2 separate regions of the Podarcis muralis genome follow, and region 1 is linked to region 2. The links are chromatin contacts, called in public Hi-C maps. All regions are on one chromosome and are shown on one strand. Each heading gives the region's core, a stretch centred on a gene start, on an enhancer-like site or on the middle of the called end of the contact. The rest is flanking DNA. Distances are from core to core; before and after follow the strand shown. Region 1 holds the start of ATAD3A (ATPase family AAA domain containing 3A). Region 2 holds the start of SSU72 (SSU72 homolog, RNA polymerase II CTD phosphatase).

Region 1 (4,088 bases), core at 1,317-3,816, 160 kb before region 2:
TTCTTACCATTTTCTCCTTCAACCGGTGATGATCTTCCCTGCTTATCAGGAACCTGGTATCTCCCTAGGCTTGAGAAGCTAAAGTTCTGTGTAGCGTTGGTTCTTTGGCTGTTGCTAAGGCACACTTTTGGTACCTCCCTTTAAAAGAAAAAACAAACACTGTTCACCAACAATGTTTGCCAACATTTCCTGTCATTCTCTTGTCACCGTAAAGAAACTACTATTTGTATTAGTGCTTCACATACTTGCCCCGTCTCCATGGGGTACAACTGAAAAAGCCAGCCCATGAGTCCCCAGCCGATGGACTACTAAAAGGGTTTACCCACAGATTTTTAACACAGTGGCAGGAGGATATGGTATTTCATTTACCTTGGACCTAGTTCATTTAGAGCTTTAAATTACAACATAAGCACCTTAAATCTGGCCCTGGATATCTGTATTTAGACCATCCCAATTTAAATTCTGAGTAGACATACACAGGACTGCATCACAAGCCTTGGTGTACTCTAGGTTGTAGCCAGTGTTAGTCCTACTGAGATTAGACCCAGTGAAATTAATGGAAATGGCTCATTTTGTCCTATTAATTTCAATGTGTCTACCCTGTGTAGGACTTAGTTGGCGACAACTGGGATTTACTTCTAAGTAGATGACATACACGGGATTCCACTCTCAAATCGGAACTGAAAGAATGGAGCTGAGAGATCAATTCCCAGAAATTCCCCTTAGATTTAAAGCCTCAAATTGGGATAATATATCCCTCCTTCCTAAACCAAGTCCCAGCTTTAAAAAAAAGGGGGGGGGTCTTTTCTTATAATTTCGAGATCTGTAAGGGCATGTGTTTGAGTTTGCTTTCCCCTCTACCTTCCTATTCCTATTTTCCTCATGTGTCATGACTTTTTTAAGACTGCGGGTCAAAAACAGACCCAGGAGCTGATTTGTAATACATCCTGAGAGCCATTTTTGGGGCAAATGCAGTAAATATACATAAGAAAACAAAACATACCCGCCTCCATTTCTCCTATTAATTCATTTAAAACATACAATAAATAAAAGATAGCCTTCCCAGAATCGCCCGTCCCTCTCCCAGCACCTGAGGGTGACTCCACTGCCCCGCACCCGCAAAGCTCCAGCCTCCGCCATGCGCGCCCTTCTCTGCAAAGCATCACTTGGCATCCTCCTTAGCGACAGCCTCAACATTCCCGTTGCTAAGGAGAAGGACCGCCTCCTTCTTTGCTACAGGTTGAATTCCCCTCCCTGCCCCCTCTCTCTCAGGTCCCGCCCTTCTTTTCAGATCACCCAATCGCATCACTGCTCTCCGTGGGAAGAATGGGTTCACTGTGCTGAGAGCCAATAAAAGATGAGAAGAGTCAAAGGCACGTGATTTAGGAGTCCCGCCTTCTGCTTCTGCTTCAGCCCAATAAGCATTCCTGAAGAGGAGGACCCACAGAGATAGGAAAAGTATAGAGCAGGCATCCCCAAACACAGCCTTTCAGATATTTTTGGGACTACAATTCCCATCATCCCTGACCACTGGTCCTGTTAGCTAGGGATGATGGGAGTTGTAGGCCAAAAAAACATCTAGAGGGCCGAGTTTGGGGATGCCTGGTATAGAGTGACAAGTTGAATAAATTGGTATGTTGTTGTTGTTTAGTCGTTTAGTCGTGTCCGACTCTTCGTGACCCCATGGACAGAGCACACCAGGCACTCCTGTGTTCCACTGCCTCCCGCAGTTTGGTCAAAGTCATGCTGGTAGCTTCAAGAACACTGTCCAACCATCTTGTCCTCTGTCGTCCCCTTCTCCTTGTGCCCTCCATCTTTCCCAACATCAGCGTCTTTTCCAGGGAGTCTTCTCTTCTCATGAGGTGGCCAAAGTATTGGAGCCTCAGCTTCAGGATCTGTCCTTCCAGGGAGCATTCAGGGCTGATCTCCTTAAGAATGGAGAGGTTTGATCTTCTTGCAGTCCATGGGACTCTCAAGAGTCTCCTCCAGCACCATAATTCAAAAGCATCAATTATTCAGCGATCAGCCTTCGTTATGGTCTAGCTCTCACTTCCATACATCACTACCTGGGGGGGGGGGATTGCTATAGATATATCTATATATCTATAGCATATAGTGGCAGTGGAAGACAGGAGTGCCTGGCGGGCTCTGGACCATGGGGACACGAAGAGTCGAACACAACTAAACGACTAAACAACAACAACAACAACAACAAATATCTATATTGCTATAGTTATATCTATATTTCTCTCTCACACACACACACACACACACACTCAGAAAAACCTGGTGGGGCACACATTCTCCATCCCTCCCCTAACAGTTGCTAGATTCCAAGTCCCACCAGCATGGCCAATAGCAAAGGATCCATGGGAGTTGTAGTCCAGCAAATACTCCCAGGACTTCCGGTTCTGCATCCTTGGCTCTAAAACGAAACTGTGCGTATGAAGCCCGTCTGTCCCCCAACTCTATGGTTCCTCGCATTCTTTTTTTTTTGTGCGCGTGTGTTTCCCACCAATGGCAACGCGCCGGAAACCGGAAGGGGCGGCGACGGCGCCTGCGCAATGTGAGCGGCGCTGGGTCCGCGTGTGCGCCGCTGCTTGCTGCCTGCCGGCTGGGCTGCAGAGAGGAGAGCGGCGCTCATGTCGTGGCTCTTCGGGCTGAACCGCGGCGGCGGCGGAGATGCGGGCCTGGGAGCTCCCCCCGGGGCCCCGCCGCTGCCGCCTTCGCCGGCGGGGGCCTCTGGGGAAGGGCCGGGCGAAGGGGGCCGCCCCAAGGACAAATGGAGCAACTTCGACCCCACCGGCCTGGAGCGCGCGGCCAAGGCTGCCAGGGAGCTGGACGCCTCCCGTGAGTCGGAGGAGGGAGGGGAGGAAAGACAGGGCCGCGGGCAGGCCCAGGCCCTACTCAGGAGTAGACCCGCTGAAGTTAATGGAGGCACGGCTAACTGGGGGCCATTGATTTCAGTGGGTCTGCTAGGAATAGGACTAAGTTGGATGCACACCCACAAAAACCTTTTACGTAATACGTGGGGCATGAATGCATGAGCGCATGGTGGGCAGGTGCTGGGAGTGTATGGGTTCCAGATGGCGAGGGAGCTGACTGTAGTGTAGAAGGAAGGTCATGGGTAATTATTATTATTGTTGTTTATTTATCTGGCTGAGTTCCCCCAGCCATTCTGGGCAGCTCCCAATCAAGTGTTAAAAACAGTACAGCATTAAATATTAAAAACTTCTCTAAACAGGGCTGCCTTCAGATGTCTTTTAAAGATAGGATAGCTGCTTATTTCCTTCACATCTGAAAGGTGGGTGTTCCACAGGGTGGGCACCACTACCAAGAAGGCCCTCTGTCTGGTTCCCTGTAACCTCACTTCTCGCAGTGAGGGAACTGTCAGAAGGCCCTCGGCGCTGGATCTCAGTGTCCAGGCTGAACGATGGGGGTGGAGACGCTCCTTCAGGTATACATGACCGGGGCCATTTAGGGCTTTAAAGGTCAGCACCTTTGTAAGGGGTGGTGATAGGGCTGGTTGGATCTACAGGGCTGGAGCGCTTCTTTGAAAAGCAGGGTGTGAGGGCAATAAGAGTTGTGTGTGTGTAAAGGGTTAACTGGATCTAAGAGATGCCCACCCCCCAAAAATCCCTTCTTTAAAACGCTAGGGAGGCAAGAGCCACATGTGCGCTGCATCTGCAAGGTCCTCTCTCGTGTGCCCCAGCAGCTCTGTTTTTACAGGACAGAAATGGGAAATTCATAAACCAGGCTCCAGAAAGTGCTGCAAAATGCCAGGAATGTGAGTCTGAGGGCACATTTCTGAAGCGGCATTTGTGCCCTCATGTTTCAAACTCTGGAGAGCCAGTGTTGCAGTTTCCCCAACAGTGGTTGCATCAGTGCTCAGCTGAGGGAGGGTTGCCCTTTGACCTTGCAACTGTCATGTGACTCCAGCAGGCTCTGTAAATGTTCAGCAAATGTTCAGCAGCTCTAAGAGCTCTTTGTTACAGCAGAGGTTGGCCAGAGGGGCTGCGTTGCCCCAGAATTATTGCTATTATTATTTTATTTATTTACTTTCTATACCACCCTTCATCATAGGATCA
Region 2 (3,996 bases), core at 1,242-3,741:
CTGGCCCATAGGCCTTAGGTTGCCTACCCCTGGGCAAGACACTCTCATCCCTCCTCAGCTCACGCAATTCAAAATGTGACATTCACCAAACTCGTAGGGTTGTTGTAAGGACTGTGGAGATAACAAGTGGGACTTAGGACAAAATGAAGTGGTGTCTCTTCACCCCTTAGGCAGGAGTGCGCCTATTTAGGGTGGCTGACAACCAACCAGTCAAGCTGCCCTCCTCCTGGATATTCCACTCCATTCTACTCCACCCTTGCTTTTCCAATGGATTATCTAGGGTGTTTACACACCTGCAAATGTCAGGGTACCTCCCAAGCATAAAGATACTTCCCTCCCATTTCTCCATTGTCCTCTTTTAGCAACATATCTCCAGGTACACATCACCCCCATAATTCACTATTAGAGCATTGTTGAATATTTGTAAACAAAATATAAATATAATATTTATGACAAGACCGTAGGGTGGGAAAAGGCAAGATGAAAACACATCGGTCCTACCTAGGAACCTGAAGTGAATTTGAAGGGTGGAAAAAGAGAATGACAGCAAGTAGAGAGCCCTCAAATAAGGGTTCAAGAGCAGCATCTTTTCCTCCTGCAGCCCTTCAACTAGAGTGGGGAGGGGAATCTATAATCACAATAAGGTCACAGTTCCTTTACTTCAAGATTCACATGCTGGCATCCGAGGAGGAAGTAAAAATGAGACAGAAAAGGAAACTGCCACATCCTTTAAAGATTGTATCAATACTATCTCTTCTCTTTCCCTCATTCTCATTTTACATAAAACTTATCAAGAACTGTGACGCTGCCACAGCCTCAAATAAAATAAAGTGAGTTTTATTGAAGGGCAGTATAAAAACTCTGTAACAAAAAATATATTAAATCATGTCAATCCCACCCCTCAATATTTGCATAGTCTTATAATTCAGGAGTCTTGTTTTCACACTCTCCCAAGGGATTGTCATGATACATAAACCCCACCCCTCAAAATAAGCATAAAGCAGTTTTGTTCTACTTGCCAGATTGCTGTATTTTGGTTCTGTTTTAATTCTGGTTTATGTATAATGTATTGCACAACACATCCTGGAGTACGTATTTTTTTATAAACAGAAGTCAAGACTTGCCTCCACTGCGATTGGATCAGCCCCTACCCCCTTGTGTCAGAGAACATCAGATATGGCTCTTCCCCAATAGGGAGATGTTCAAGGGCAGCACCAGGGAAGAACCAGGATGAATAAAGGAATAATCCCACCACCACAGGAAACTCATGTTACTTCCATTCTTGATACCAGATTTTAAAATGCTTTGTTGTTGTGTGAAAATATTTTCGTAAGACAGTCTTGAGAGCCTCTCAGGGGTATAAAGTGGGATAAACATACTCTTCATCCGGGCCTTTAAGAGATATGTTTTAAAAGACCCCGCTATATTCTTCTTATTATTAAGTGTTGTAAACATTTTCAGTATTGCATGTTTACACTGCTGCAACCCACACCCAGGACTTTATGGTGGATGGCAGGTAAGAAACCTAAATAATGACATAAGGGAAACCTGCTGGATCAGGCCAATGGTCCATTAGTCCAGCGCCCTGTTCTCAGTGTCCAAGCAGATGCCCCAAAGGGAAACCCTCAAGCAGGGCCAGATCACAAGAGCACTCTCCCCTCCTGCTACTGGCATTCAGAAGCATTACTGCCTCCAGCTATGGAGGCAGACCACGGCCGCCATGACCGGCAGCCATTGACACCGCTCTCCTCCATGAACTTGCCCAAGTCTCTTTTAAAGCCAATTAACAGTAAGCAATAATCGTTTTAACCGAATCTGAAAGTGGCATCTTCACGCTATTGGAACTCGCCCCGTGACCTTACAGGGAAGGGCAGTTAAGAAATGTAATAACTACAATAATAATAATAATCCACCGCCCGGCTTCTTGACAAAATTGGGAGTTCGATCTACGTCACGGAGCCCCTTGCCGTAAATTATTCCACCCGATGTGGAAGAGCTTTCCTTGACGTTATCTCCCGCTACCAAGAGAATGGGGGGGGGGGACTGTAAGGGTTAACTGACGTCACTGTGACGACGCCGAGGATGAGGAGGCCCCACCTTGATCCAATGTGGCGTCAAACACCCCCCCCACCTCACTTCAAACGGGAAACCAGAGAACGGAATTGGAGAGGGGTGAGGTAGCTGAGCGAGGCCTAGCCAGGCCCAGAGTTGCTTTACCTGAGGATATTGTGGGCCTCCATGCTGCGGTTTTGGTTGCTGGAGCAAACCACAGCCACCCGGAGCGGCGAGGAGGGCATGGCTGGACGCCCGGCGGCGAGGAAGGGGCCGGGGCGGGGGCCTGGGGAGGGGAAGGGTCGAAGAGGGAAAGGCGGCGGGTGACGGCAGCGAAGGGCCCGCGGTGAGGTTCCCAGGCGGTGGTGGTGGTGGCGGCGGCGGCGCTTCCCTTCTCGTCTCTCTCACTCACATACACAAAATGGCGTCCACTGGGACCGGAAGAGGCGGGGCTGGCCGACGTGTCCGGCTCTATGAGCCGCGCCCCGCCTGCTTTCGCTGCGACCTTTTTCGCCTTCCCTTTCCAACCATAGAGAAGCGGAAGTGAGGGGCAGAGCGTCTGGCCAAGGGTTTTTTTTTTACCTCCCCAACCTCCTTCTCGTAGTTTCCCATGACGACGACGACAATGAAGGGAAGTTGGGTATTTATGCGCCAGAGGGAAAAATCCCCGGCACCAGAGGAGTGATATTTGCATATCTCTATGGAAACGGCCGCGGGTGGCGCTGTGGGTAAAAGCCTCAGCGCCTAGGGCTTGCCGATCGAAAGGTCGGCGGTTCGAATCCCCGCGGCGGGGTGCGCTCCTGCTGCTCGGTCCCAGCGCCTGCCAACCTAGCAGTTCGAAAGCACCCCCGGGTGCAAGTAGATAAATAGGGACCGCTTACTGGCGGGAAGGTAAACGGCGTTTCCGTGTGCTGCGCTGGCTCGCCAGATGCAGCTTTGTCACGCTGGCCACGTGACCCGGAAGTGTCCTCGGACAGCGCTGGCTCCCGGCCTATAGAGTGAGATGGGCGCACAACCCTAGAGTCTGTCAAGACTGGCCCGTACGGGCAGGGGTACCTTTACCTTTACCTTATGGAAACGGCAAAGGGCCGAGCGAGAACTTTTGAAAAGGGGCGAGGAGCAGCCGCCTCCGCCTCAGTTTTAACTGTCATTCCTTTCCCCAATGACTTCTGGGAATTGTAGTTTAGGGGGCCGCATGAAACAAATTCCCTGATAGAGTCCTTCGGTTCTCAGGACTACATTTCCCAGTTTGCTTTGCCCTCCACTCAGGAAACCTGGGAAATATAACCCTCGGAAAGGCAAAAACATATCTGAGGGGCTCTCAGAGGAAATGGCAGTTAAAGCAGGATTAACTCTGAGCTGGAAATGTGTGGCCCTTCCAAAACTGAAAAGGTTGTTAAAACTTTTACGCCTTATCACAAAGGATACTGCGAGCTGTAGTTTTTTTATTTTGGTTTTAACAACATTTATATAGCACTTAAGCAAAAGCTTTAAGTGCTTTACAATAAATATTAAATTTATCAATGAAAAAATTAAAAGTGAGGCATTAAAAGCATAGTTGGAAGGTGGTGCTGGAAATTCTCGGTAGTGATCCCTCTCTTTTGATGAACCTCCGCAGAAGAGTTTCCCAAGACCCTTAAAAAGGTAAAGGACCCCTGACAGTTAAATCCAGTCGCATTATCTACTTGCACTTTTTTAGCATGTTTTTGAACTGCTAGGTTGGCACAGCTCAGTGGTTTACACCACAGTGCCACCCGCATCCCCCCCTCCCGACCCTTAGGGAAGAGTTAAAGCCCAGGGTTGCCATGACGGCAGTATCCCAAAGCTAGTGATGTCACAATGCAGGGTGATGTTATAAGAGAGTGCCTGTGGTGTCACAAGGCTGCCAACTCTGGAAAAGCACACAAAATATTGCAAGAGTTAAGGCAGAGCCCAGAAGGAGTA

The links. A called contact is a pair of places that touch in the nucleus more often than the background predicts.
Region 1: a Hi-C map of blood shows a contact between it and region 2, with 3 times the contacts expected there. The contact joins the promoter of ATAD3A here to the promoter of SSU72 in region 2. A contact is called at or near these places in 2 of 3 Hi-C or Micro-C datasets (blood and tail).

What each region holds. Positions count from the first base shown.
Region 1 is chr7:20,094,732-20,098,819 of rPodMur119.hap1.1, reverse strand. It overlaps ATAD3A (ATPase family AAA domain containing 3A), which reads left to right and starts at 2,566. Exons shown (of 16, transcript XM_028740873.2): 1 at 2,566-2,850. The coding sequence starts at 2,643. It overlaps LOC114602531, which reads right to left and starts at 1,250. Exons shown (of 5, transcript XM_028740871.2): 1 at 1,091-1,250. The coding sequence starts at 1,163.
Region 2 is chr7:19,934,596-19,938,591 of rPodMur119.hap1.1, reverse strand. It overlaps SSU72 (SSU72 homolog, RNA polymerase II CTD phosphatase), which reads right to left and starts at 2,491. Exons shown (of 5, transcript XM_028740878.2): 1 at 2,218-2,491. The coding sequence starts at 2,297.